Regions from separate parts of the Xenopus laevis genome. Here region 1 is linked to region 2. A link is a contact called in public Hi-C data. All regions are on one chromosome and are shown on one strand. The core of a region is the stretch at or near the end of the contact, and the rest is flanking DNA. Distances in the headings are between cores, read along the strand shown.

The links. Hi-C and Micro-C count contacts between places; a contact is called where the count stands out from the background.
Region 1: a Hi-C map of the XL177 cell line shows a contact between it and region 2, with 4 times the contacts expected there. The contact joins the promoter of fam20b.S here to the enhancer-like site in region 2. A contact is called at or near these places in 3 of 4 Hi-C or Micro-C datasets (the XL177 cell line, the XTC cell line and animal cap).

What each region holds. Positions count from the first base shown.
Region 1 is chr4S:79,441,097-79,446,802 of Xenopus_laevis_v10.1, reverse strand. It overlaps fam20b.S (glycosaminoglycan xylosylkinase), which reads right to left and starts at 3,768. Exons shown (of 8, transcript XM_018260961.2): 1 at 3,599-3,768; 2 at 947-1,414. The coding sequence starts at 1,323.
Region 2 is chr4S:79,339,569-79,344,892 of Xenopus_laevis_v10.1, reverse strand. LOC108715629 (ras-specific guanine nucleotide-releasing factor RalGPS1) reads right to left here. Exons shown (of 21, transcript XM_041561506.1): 2 at 1,507-1,647. The coding sequence starts at 1,560. Among protein-coding and RNA genes, the nearest start is that of LOC108715629, 33 kb to the right of the region's middle. Within about 2 kb of position 3,347, at least 1 of the 7 cell types and tissues checked has an H3K27ac peak or open chromatin away from gene starts, as enhancers often do.

The sequences.
Region 1 (5,706 bases), core at 2,519-5,018, 100 kb before region 2:
ACTGTTTAGCCCTGTAGCAATTATATAACTATATGCAACTATTTTGTAGGAATATTTTACAAAAAACACTATGGCGGGAGTCCTTAGGAGAGTCTCTTACCCTGATCTAGAATGCTCCAGCCACACTACAATCTTTATTCATTCTCCCATGTATCCCCTGCCTCCGTTCTATGATGGTGCATGTGCAGTATAGAAATCTGAAAAACAGTTCTGTACTGAGCATGCGCTTGCACAAGCCTAACAGGGGACACCTGGAAGATGGATTTGTGGCTAAACTAGTACCCTGGGCTGGAGCCACCAGAGGGAAGCTAATAGTAAGAGATTATTTCACCTCAGAAAGGGTCACTCTAGTGCAGTGATCCCAAATTTGTGGCTTGTGAGCACCATGTTGTTCACCAACCCCTTGGATGTTGCTCCCAGTGGATTCAAAGCAGGAGCTTATTTTTCAATTCCTGCCTTGGAGGCAAGTTTTGGTTGCATAAAAACAGATTTATGGCCAAATAGAGTCTCATCTAGGCTGCCAATCCACATAGGGCAACTAAACAGCCAATCAAATCCTTTATTTGGGACCCCAGGAACTTTTTTCATATTTGTGTTGCTGCCCAACTTAAATTTGAATGTGGCTCACAGGTAAGAAACGGTTGGGGACCCCGGCTCTAGAGGTTATGGACATCAGCAGCCAACAGTATTTGTGCATATTTGTACTGAACATTACATGTTTCCAGTATGGAAAAAGGTGGGACAATATTTGGGTTAAAGTGTGTGCCATGGCACGACAACTAATAGCACCTGTGTACTTATCACATCAGTGCTGCCTGTTTAGCAACTCCTTTGCTTTTGCCATAACCAAATGGGACATAATGTGCATTTCCACAAGAAAGAGAGCAGTGAAGCATGTACACAACTGCACACAGTGAGGGGCAAGAGCAATGGTTTAGACTCTTACCTTTTGGGCTTAAATACCACCTTCTGTCCACCTTCCAGGACAAGCAAAGCTTTGAGCTGTGTGCCTTTGTAGCCAACGTCAGCTCTCACAATTTTCTTGATTGCCATAGAATGTAAAACTGCTCCCATTTCTGGGCTATCCTCAGGATACACTTCCCGTGGTACAACCCACTGAGATGCAATTTCCCAGGGGGACTGCAAGGTATGCTCCAAACGGGAGTCCAACGTAAGCCGCAAGCTGGACATCATGCGCTGAAAAGACAGCTGGTCCTGTCTCTGAGCAGCAGAGGTCTCCAGTCGGTCCAATAAAAGAAGCTTGGTGAGAACCAAAATCACCAGCAGCAGTGCCAAGACAACGACCCGCTGCTTCAGCTTCATGATGCCCGAGATAAATAGCTCTTAGCAAAGAAGAGGGATGTCCTATGTGTGCCAGGTGCAGGGCATTTCTCTGTCTGATCCCTGCAGGAACCTGTGGAAACAGCAGTGGGAAATTAACACACACAAAAAAAGTAGAACTAAATATTTCTCATATCTCTACTAAGGCCAGTTTTTCAAAACTTGGCTTAGATCAACCTCTTAGAATGTAAGCTTTTGCGAGCAGGGCCCTCCCACAGCTTCTATCTGCTTCCTCCCCTAATAATAATGCTAGTGACCTTAAAATCATAAAGCTTTCTGTGATACTCATTTATGGTAATAGTATGGAACATAGAACAATGTTGGGGAAAATCATTATTTCTGAAAATGATATATAATTATGACACTGAATCTCCAGAAACCTGTGATCTTGAAATAGGCAGTGCCCCTTCCCATACAGTTCTACTTAAAGGGGTGATTCACCTTTATGTTAACTTTTAGTATGTTATAGAATGGCCAATTCTAAGAAAATTTTCAATTGGTCTTCATTATTTATTTATTTATTTATTTTTATTGGGGTTTTTTTTTTATTATTTGCCTTCTTCTTCTCCTAACGCTTTACAACTTTCAAATTGGGGGGGGGGTCACTGACCCCCATCTACAATACAACAGCTCTGTATAGCTACAAATGTATTGTTATTGCTACTTTTTATTATTCATCTTTCTAGTAAAGCGCTCTCCCAGTCATATTCCATTCTCCTATTCAAATCAGTGCATGGTTGCTAGGTTAATTTAGACGCTAGCAACCATATTGCTGAAATTGCAAACTGAAGAGTTGCTGAATAAAAAGCGAAATAACTCAAAAATCACAAATAATAAAAAAAAAACCTGTTGCAACTTGTCTCAGATTGTCACTTTGTACATCATTCTTCATAGTTCTTTTAAAGGTGAACAACCTGTTTAATCTCGAATTTAATAAGACAAAAACAAATCCATTTGGTCTTTTTGGAATGTATTACGGTTCTTTAGTTGATCATAAGGCTGTACAATACAGAATGCTCTGTTATCTGGAAAATCTTAGATTTGAAAATGAAATTATTAAAAAAAATGGGCATATTACGTGGGATCAATATCTCTTTGCCAAAATAAATGATTTCACATGTTACAAATTTTGTAAATCAATGCAAACAAGACTCCCTCTACAGAATAACAAGGGCAAGTATATTTTAGAAAGCATTTACAGAAAAACTGAATTAAAATGAGTACAACTGAAAAAAAAGTATAAGGTCCCTTTACCAACTGTAGCTAAAAGAGAGGGCCAAATAAACTTCACCACCTCTACTACACACTGCCCTTATAGTTCCCATTCATTTACTAATTGTTAGTTCAACACCTCACCTTCCCAAGGCCTAATGTCACCAAGCATCTCAAACATAATGAGGCCATGGTTCAGATTCCTTCTACTTCAATGGGTCACTTCCAGTTTCAGTCGGGTTTCCTCTGTCGATACTTCAGCTGCCAATGTATTGCTTAATGTCTATGCCTGTAAAGCTCTGCTAAAGTGCAGGACAGGAGGGAGGGATGTTGCATTTATGAATGAAAGTTAAGCAACATAAAGAGTAAAGGCAAGGAATTTCTCTGATATTATCCAACAACTTACATGATACTCAGTCGATGGTTCCAGGGGAATCTTATAAGGCCAAAAGGTATTGTCCCCAAATCCCACTTAAAAGGGCCTTCAGGCTGCCCCCTGTCCCCCAACTATGGACTGCTCTGGGCTGTGGACCTGGGCACAAGGCATGGCAAGCAGGCAATATGGATATGACAGCCTTGATGTGTCAGTGGGAAGCTGGAGTCGCAATGAAAGTACAGCTCTAATGTACAACAACATGTATATAACAATGCTTCCACTGCTATAGTACATGACCCTGAATGAATGTCCCAGGGCAGAGTATGTCTCACAGACTATTCCATGTGGAATCAGGTTGCCCAGGAGGAGTCCAGGTGGCCAAGTGACTAAGATACCCGCCTGCACATGAGCCCTGGCATAGTGATCTCAGCAATGGAACAGCCAAGCTCTGCCCAACAACACCAGCAACCCTTCATCATCATCAATAACAAGGCAAGTGTCCCCGTTCAGTTTACACAGAGGTAAGTAACCCGCGGCCCTGCGGCTGAGAGGATAAAGTACAACTCTCTCACCATCCCCGGCAGCCTTTGCGCAGCGCAGATTCTTGAAATCCAACTTATTTTGCATATCATTTCAGTCAGCTGTGAGTTACAGCGCAGCGACACTCACCTCTCACACACGGTCCCAGATCCCCAGTTGCCAACATCACACATTCTACTTCAACCAGTACACAGTTCAGCGCACATCGGAACTGTCAACCCAGCCAATCCGCTTTGGATGCAGTAGGCCACCGAGGACCAATCGGGTGGATCGGCACATTCCTTGTGAAGCTGATTGGGTCACCGAAAACTGGCCGAACCTTCCAATCCAATCGCAATGCACTATTTAACCGGAAACAGCAAAGTCTATAGGCGCTCACGGACCAGTCATAGAGCATTAGACGGGCAACCAATAATGAGCACGCCCAGGAGGAAGTCTTATAGGTTTCAGGCCACGCGGATGTGATAGAGGCCAGTGAGGCCATATTTAATATGGGTTTGGTGTGTGAGGTTATTTCACGAGTAGTTTTTATTCATTGTTTTTTTTTTTTTTTTGTAACTTGAATTTTTTATTGGATAAAGTCAAATACACATTATTTGCATATAAAAGTCAGTAGTCATTGTGGGTACACACAGTGTCCCTTGTACAATTCTTAATAATGACATGTATAAAAAGATCACATTGTATTATCCATTTTCAAATGTATGTGGCTTGTGTTCAATAAACACGAATGTAACATAAAAAACAACTGGTCTGCCTGCTGCTGTTATCTTTTCTTTAAGTGAATTACCCTTGCCTGATCGGGAAATCCTAACAGGCAATGGTTCCCTTCCCTTTTGAAACTCCAGGATGAATCTAAGGTTTTCTACTTAGGGCCCAGTCCCTATGTGGAACATATCAAAAGTATGTATCCAGTTCACGTAACCCTTCTCACATATCTACTGGCTTCCCTAAAAGCTCATATGGGGCCCAGATGGCCAAAAATTTGGGCGTTTTATTTCGAATGTGTGCTATGGTACTCTCAAAGTTCATGTTCACAATAAGTTTTCTATGTAGTTCTAACATAGTGGGGATTGTCGCTGATTTCCATTTTGCTGCTATCATGATACGTGCCACTGTCAATATATGGTTTACCAGCTTTTGTGAGGTATTTGATATCTCTCGCATGGGTCTTCCCAACAGGTGGGTGACCGGGTCTTTCCCAATTTCAGTACATGTGACTTTAGTTATTAGTTGGTGTACCTCATCCCAATATCTATCTAGTTTTAGGCATGACCAGAGTAAGTGCATTAACGTCCCCGTTGCATCACAACCTCTCCAGCACTGATTCGAGATACTTGGGTTGATTTTGTTCAGTTTTTTAGGAGTCATATACCAATGCATTATTACTTTATATACATTTTCTTTTTGTTTCACACATGTCACTCCTGTCTTAGCATTACTCCATATGGCCTCCCAGTCCTCCGGTTCTAAGGGACCTTCCAATTCTTGTTCCCAATATGACATATATTTATGATTTGGAGGTGTGTTAGCTGGCAAGGAGTTTAATATCTTGTAAATATTTGATAGAAGAGCCTTTTGTGGCCAACCTCCTTTCATAAGACTCTCAAAAGGAGATAAGATTACAGTACGTTTCTGTGCCAGAAAACAGGATATAAAGTGTCGAACCTGAAGGAATTCGAAAAATCTTATTGGGATTTCGGGTGATTTGGCTTGGAGGTCTCCGAATTGGAGAACATGGGAGGCATCCCTAGTGAGTACATCATACACTTTAAAAAGACCTTTTGCTCCCCAATTTCCATACAGTGAGGCCTGAGTGCCTGGCTTGAATTTAGGATTTTGCAGAAATGGTGTCTTTAAAGAGAAGGGTGAAATTAGGCCCTGTTTACTCTTTACTCGATACCATGTTGTAAGGGTAGATTTGGAAGTTTCCAATATGGTCTTAGGAAGTATTGGATAAGGGTCTATATTCCATATTAGTGCTCCCATGTGTGTCTGGTCTAGGAGAGAGTTTTCGATTCTTGCCCAAAGTGGCCCGATTTCATGTTGAGACCAGGCTGACAGCCATCGCAAATGTGCAGCATCATGTTATTTATGTATGGAGGGAACCCCCAAGCCCCCTTGCAATTTGTCACTCGTAAGAACATTTTTGGAAAGCCTATGTCTCTTATTTCCCCAAATGAATCTATGGAATGATAGTTGAATATCTGAAAGGATCTTAGAAGGGACCAAAACCG
Region 2 (5,324 bases), core at 2,098-4,597:
TTGTGGCGCGTACTGAACATTCCCTCTCTGCATTCAGCAGCTGGAACATGGCCCAAAGTGGAAGGATATGGGGGGGGGGAATGATAGCTTCTTTTTTTTATGGGCAATTTCAACGACCACATGAAACTGTGTGTTGGCAAATATTGTGTAGTTTTAGTTAGAGAAAGGATCTAAAACATCAGTCATATGGCAAGCAATATTTATCTTTACATAGGACTTGGCTTCAAAGTTTACTAACGGTTACATATGGTCACTTTCTGTGTAGCCCATCACTGAATCTTAGTTAGATTAAGTCTAATGCTGGACTGTGGATCATACAGTACTGGGCTTGAAATGGCAACATGATCAATACTGCAACTGCATGAAAATGTCAGCACCAGTTATGTACCATATGAAAAGCTACCCGGCTGCCATCTTGGTTAAGGAGCTACGGTATATTTAAATGTTAGAACTAAGGCCAGTGATGTCCATCAGTGAGAGCCAGGTTAATGGAAATGGAGGAGCCCAATTGGACTATCACTGAGCAGTCTACTTCATAGCCTGTCTAATACCCAGGGTTCAAGTATCTAAACACTTACCCCAAAGTTAAAAAGCAAGACTGCATTTTGGGACACGTGCTTCCCATAAAAGTTATGAAATAAGTGCCACACTCAGATAAGAAAAATAAGATATCTCAACACAACATTACAAGGAAGAATATCCTTAAAGGGATCCTGTCATCGGAAAACATGTTTTTTTTCAAAACGCATCAGTTAATAGTGCTGCTCCAGCAGAATTATGCTCTGAAATCCATTTCTCAAAAGAGCAAACAGATTTTTTTATATTCCATTTTGAAATCTGATATGGGGCTAGACATTTTGTCAATTTCCCAGCTGCCCCAAGTCATGTGACTTGTGCCTGCACTTTAGGAGAGAAATGCTTTCTGGCAGGCTGCTGTTTTTCCTTCTCAATGTAACTGAATGTGTCTCAGTGGGACATGGGTTTTTACTATTGAGTGTTGTTCTTAGATCTACCAGGCAGCTGTTATCTTGTGTTAGGGAGCTGCTATCTGGTTACCTTCCCATTGTTCTTTTGTTTGGCTGCTGGGGGGGAAAAGGGAGGGGGGTGATATCACTCCAACTTGCAGTACAGCAGTAAAGAGTGATTGCAGTTTATCAGAGCACAAGTCACATGACTTGGGGCAGCTGGGAAATTGTCAATATGTCTAGCCCCATGTCAGATTTCAAAATTGAATATAAAAAAATCTGTTTGCTCTTTTGAGAAATGGATTTCAGTGCAGAATTCTGCTGGAGCAGCACTATTAACAGATTCATTTTGAAAAAATTTTTTTTCCCATGACAGTATCCCTTTAAGGCAATGACACACATTGCTCTGCATTTTTGAGCGATTATGTGATTTCAGAGTTTTCACAGTGTCAAATAGCAGCATGTGTCATTGTCCTGAATGGATTACGTATCTAGTGCTGCTACTGTGAATGAAATCACAATTATATGTGGGGGGCCTTACCTCTGAAGCAGTAGCCGGTAAAGAATTGGTGGACTGGCCATTCAAGAGGTCCATTCTTCTGCACCATCAGTGCTCTCCTCCTCCTCTGCGTGTGTTGCAAGGTGCTGATAATTTCATCTCCACGGAAACAAAAGCTTCATCCTACACCAAACAGACACAATGGCATCACATAGTTTATACTTGCAATTTTACAGCATCATTGACTTTACAAGATAACGGAAAAAATCCACTGCATGCCTCTTAGTTATACCAAAACAGGGCAGATCACATGTACTTGCTAAAATATTTACATTCAAAATTAACTTTTAGGAATGAGACCGATTTAAGCAAAGAAATGTGTATGAGCTATGAATCAGTGAAAACTGTACACAATAAACTCCTTAAGCAGGGCAACAGCCCCACCTGGTGGTAGCATGCAGAAGTCCTGGACTTTTTTCTTTTTTTTTTTTTTAAAGTAGAGGTACAGATATTTATTATCTAGAATGCTTACAAGCCATTGAATTTAGAAGAAATCTCAAAGGATTGTTTTGCTGTCAACATAATGCTTCTTCAGCTTCACAGTCAAGTACAACTTTCATTAAAACAGAGAAATAGGAAATCACTAAAATTATAACTGCTTAAAATGGGCAAGAATATCTGCATTTTAATACATTAAAATGTTAATTGAATACACTATTTTTATTGCTAGAGAACGCATTTTTTTTAAAAAAAGTCCTAATGGGTTTAGGTTTACAAATATTATATAGCCTAGGGAGACTTTTTTCAAAATAGTTATTCAAAATGAGCTTATTTTATAATCTTGATGTCAAGGGGTTTTCAATTAACTTATAAAAAGAAACATCTCTCAAACATGCTGGTGACCTTGTTTTTAAACAGCAGGAAGAGTATTTTATGGTGTATCCCTTAATGTCAAACATATGTTAGCCAGTGGGGAGAAAGAGCACAATTCATAGACACAACCATATGCCGTGCACTTACAGAGCAGAAATACCTCATATCTGAAAATCATATATATATATATATATATATATATATATATATATATATATATATATATATATATATATATATATATATATATATATATATATATATATATATATATATATATATATATATATATATATATATATATATATATATATATATATATTATATGCAGATGCCCTAGTACAATAAAATTCAACCGAATGTAGCAATACTGATGGGAATTTGTGTCCCCAGTTTAGAGTAGCTATGAGTGTAGAAAAGAGAAAAGCTCTGCCTGAAACTGAATAAGAAAACTAGTGACATTTTACAATGCAAGTACATGGCTCCCCTGATAATACAAAGGAAGTACTGAGGACAAATTGGGATAATATGCCTGGCTTCTTTTCCAACAATGTGATCACATGAGGCCTGTGTAGCCGAGTTGTAGTCAGATGAGAACTGCATCTATTGGCCGACCAATATTCACTAATGAGATTTGCCAGACTTCCTGGTCAGTATCTAAATGAGATATCATTGGAAAACTATCAGGGAGGCCTTCATTTGGAACCATTGCACTAGCAAATAGTTAGCAGGTCAAGACTGGCCGAGTCAGCAGCCAAGATTGGCCTGTGAAAGGCTAGCTGAACCATTTGAATCAAACTGTGTAATTACTGAAACGGAGCTACAAAACCGTTATCACAAGTTACTCATTGTTGACAGATGCAATACCAACCAGAACTGATCTGTGTAATTTACCAAGTGAACTCCAAACAGTCATGCTTGTTAAGCCTCAGAGGCCATATTACTGTCCTTGACAAAGTTTGCTTCCCACCACCCTAACAGGCATGTAGTACATACAGAGCCTTATCAGGGCATAACAGGTCTGGCATGTCCATATGAGCATAGGAAAGAGGGAGGGGTGTGATGCAAGGCACTAGTAGTCTTGCTCACTCTTTTACAATACCCGCTATTGTATTGCACCTATATTAGTGGCGAGAACTTTTTTTTTTTTTTTTTTTTACACAAAAATGCATCATATAATAGTGTTACTCCAGCAGAATTCTGCATTGAAATCGGTTTGACACAAGAGAGAACATATTTTTTTACATTTAATTTTGAAATTTGACATGGGCCATAAAGTGTGACAAATTTTCTATGGGAAATTGCCCAAAATGTCAACATTCCCCTCTTGGAGCTGTGGCATGTGGTTTTGTGATCCCTACATCTTAGAGAATACTTTAGTATTATTTTTTCAAAATATGCTGTATTTTTGATATTATTTGAGACATTAATGGTTTACTCAGCCATGCCATTTTATGAACAAGTGTGATGTTCCCAGCCAGTTAAAAATGAGCAATTAAATCAATTATTTGCCTTGTATGTCTATACCAGAGCCATTCCCCCATTTCTAAGAGAGAGAGAGAGAGAGGAGAGGAAATGGAGGGAAGCATGGATGATAATATGTACGGAGAAATGATTAAAATAATAAAGAAAGAAGAAAAGTGAATGAAGAAAAAAAGGAAAAACAATTTGGAGAGGGCCCGCACGTTTTCTGGTGGGCCCCAGGCATCCCAGTCCGACACTGGTTGTGGGTGTCTCTAAACAGGCACATTTTTGGCAACACTCGCTACACATTGCTTCAACTTGCAGCATAATTTGTTGTAGATCACTAGGAACACTGAATATCAATGATAGCTGAGAAAGAAGCACTCTAATAAAAGTATAAATATTTACTAAGAGAAATAATTCTTTTGGCCAGTTATTAGAGAAGTGGATGTACAAGTTTCTTGTGAAATTATGTGCTATTGTATTAAAAGCACTTTTTGTGAAAAATCATAGTTCCTTTTTTGTTTTAGTGCTGTTCTGAGCTGCCATTTCCCCTTTCCAACTTCTGCTGCTCTGTGGGAATATAACAATTTAAAACACTGTTATACATAGAGCTCCACTATTCAGACGGCTTTAGATTTTTTTCTGGTACATCAAAGGTTAAACAGCTCCCATCAGCTGCTGAGCACACAAACAAATTTATTTTAAGTCCTATGTGCTGAAGTTTAATACCAATCTGTCTGATGTTAGCACCTCTCTCCCAAACGTGAGGGCTATTAACAATACATCTCTCTCTCTCTCTTTTTACAATGTGACCTTTAAAAATGAACATTTTGGATGCTAGGCCTACAATATAGAAACATAATCACAACTGAAAGGAGGGGAAATCATGTTCCATTCATCTTTACTCGAACAAGTATAAAAGTAAGGGTGCACAGCCAATTGTGTTCAAAGGACCTTCATTCCCTGCATCCTTGCAGTTAACACTGGAGCCAGAAATAAACAACATTTATCTTTGCGAATGAATTCACCATAGGATGCAATGACGCCATCACTTCTGCTCAAAAAGGTTGACCTTGATGTTCTCCTCAATCAGCAATGCTTCGTCCAGAGACAGAAAAATATACTATGCAAAGAAATACTTTAGACTCTTCTGAAACAGGACTGGTAAAACCTCAAAAACCAAACATATTGTTTCTAAATATGTATTTATAGTTTCAGGAGTTACTAGTGCTTCAACTACAGAAGTCTTTTGAACAGTAATAAGATAATGTCTGTTATCTTTTTTTTTTTTTTTTTAAACAGATGAACACCCATATGTAATAATAGGCACTAAGTTTGCCCAGTAGCAGTAACCCATAGCAACCAATAAGATGTTTGCTTTTAAACAGGTGACCGGTAAATGCTACCTGCTGATTGGTTGCTATAGGTTACTGCTCATGGGCAAATTTAGTGCCTTTTATTATATTACCCCAATAATGCTTAATGAAAAGAACAACAGAGTACATGCGTTCTTATGCTAT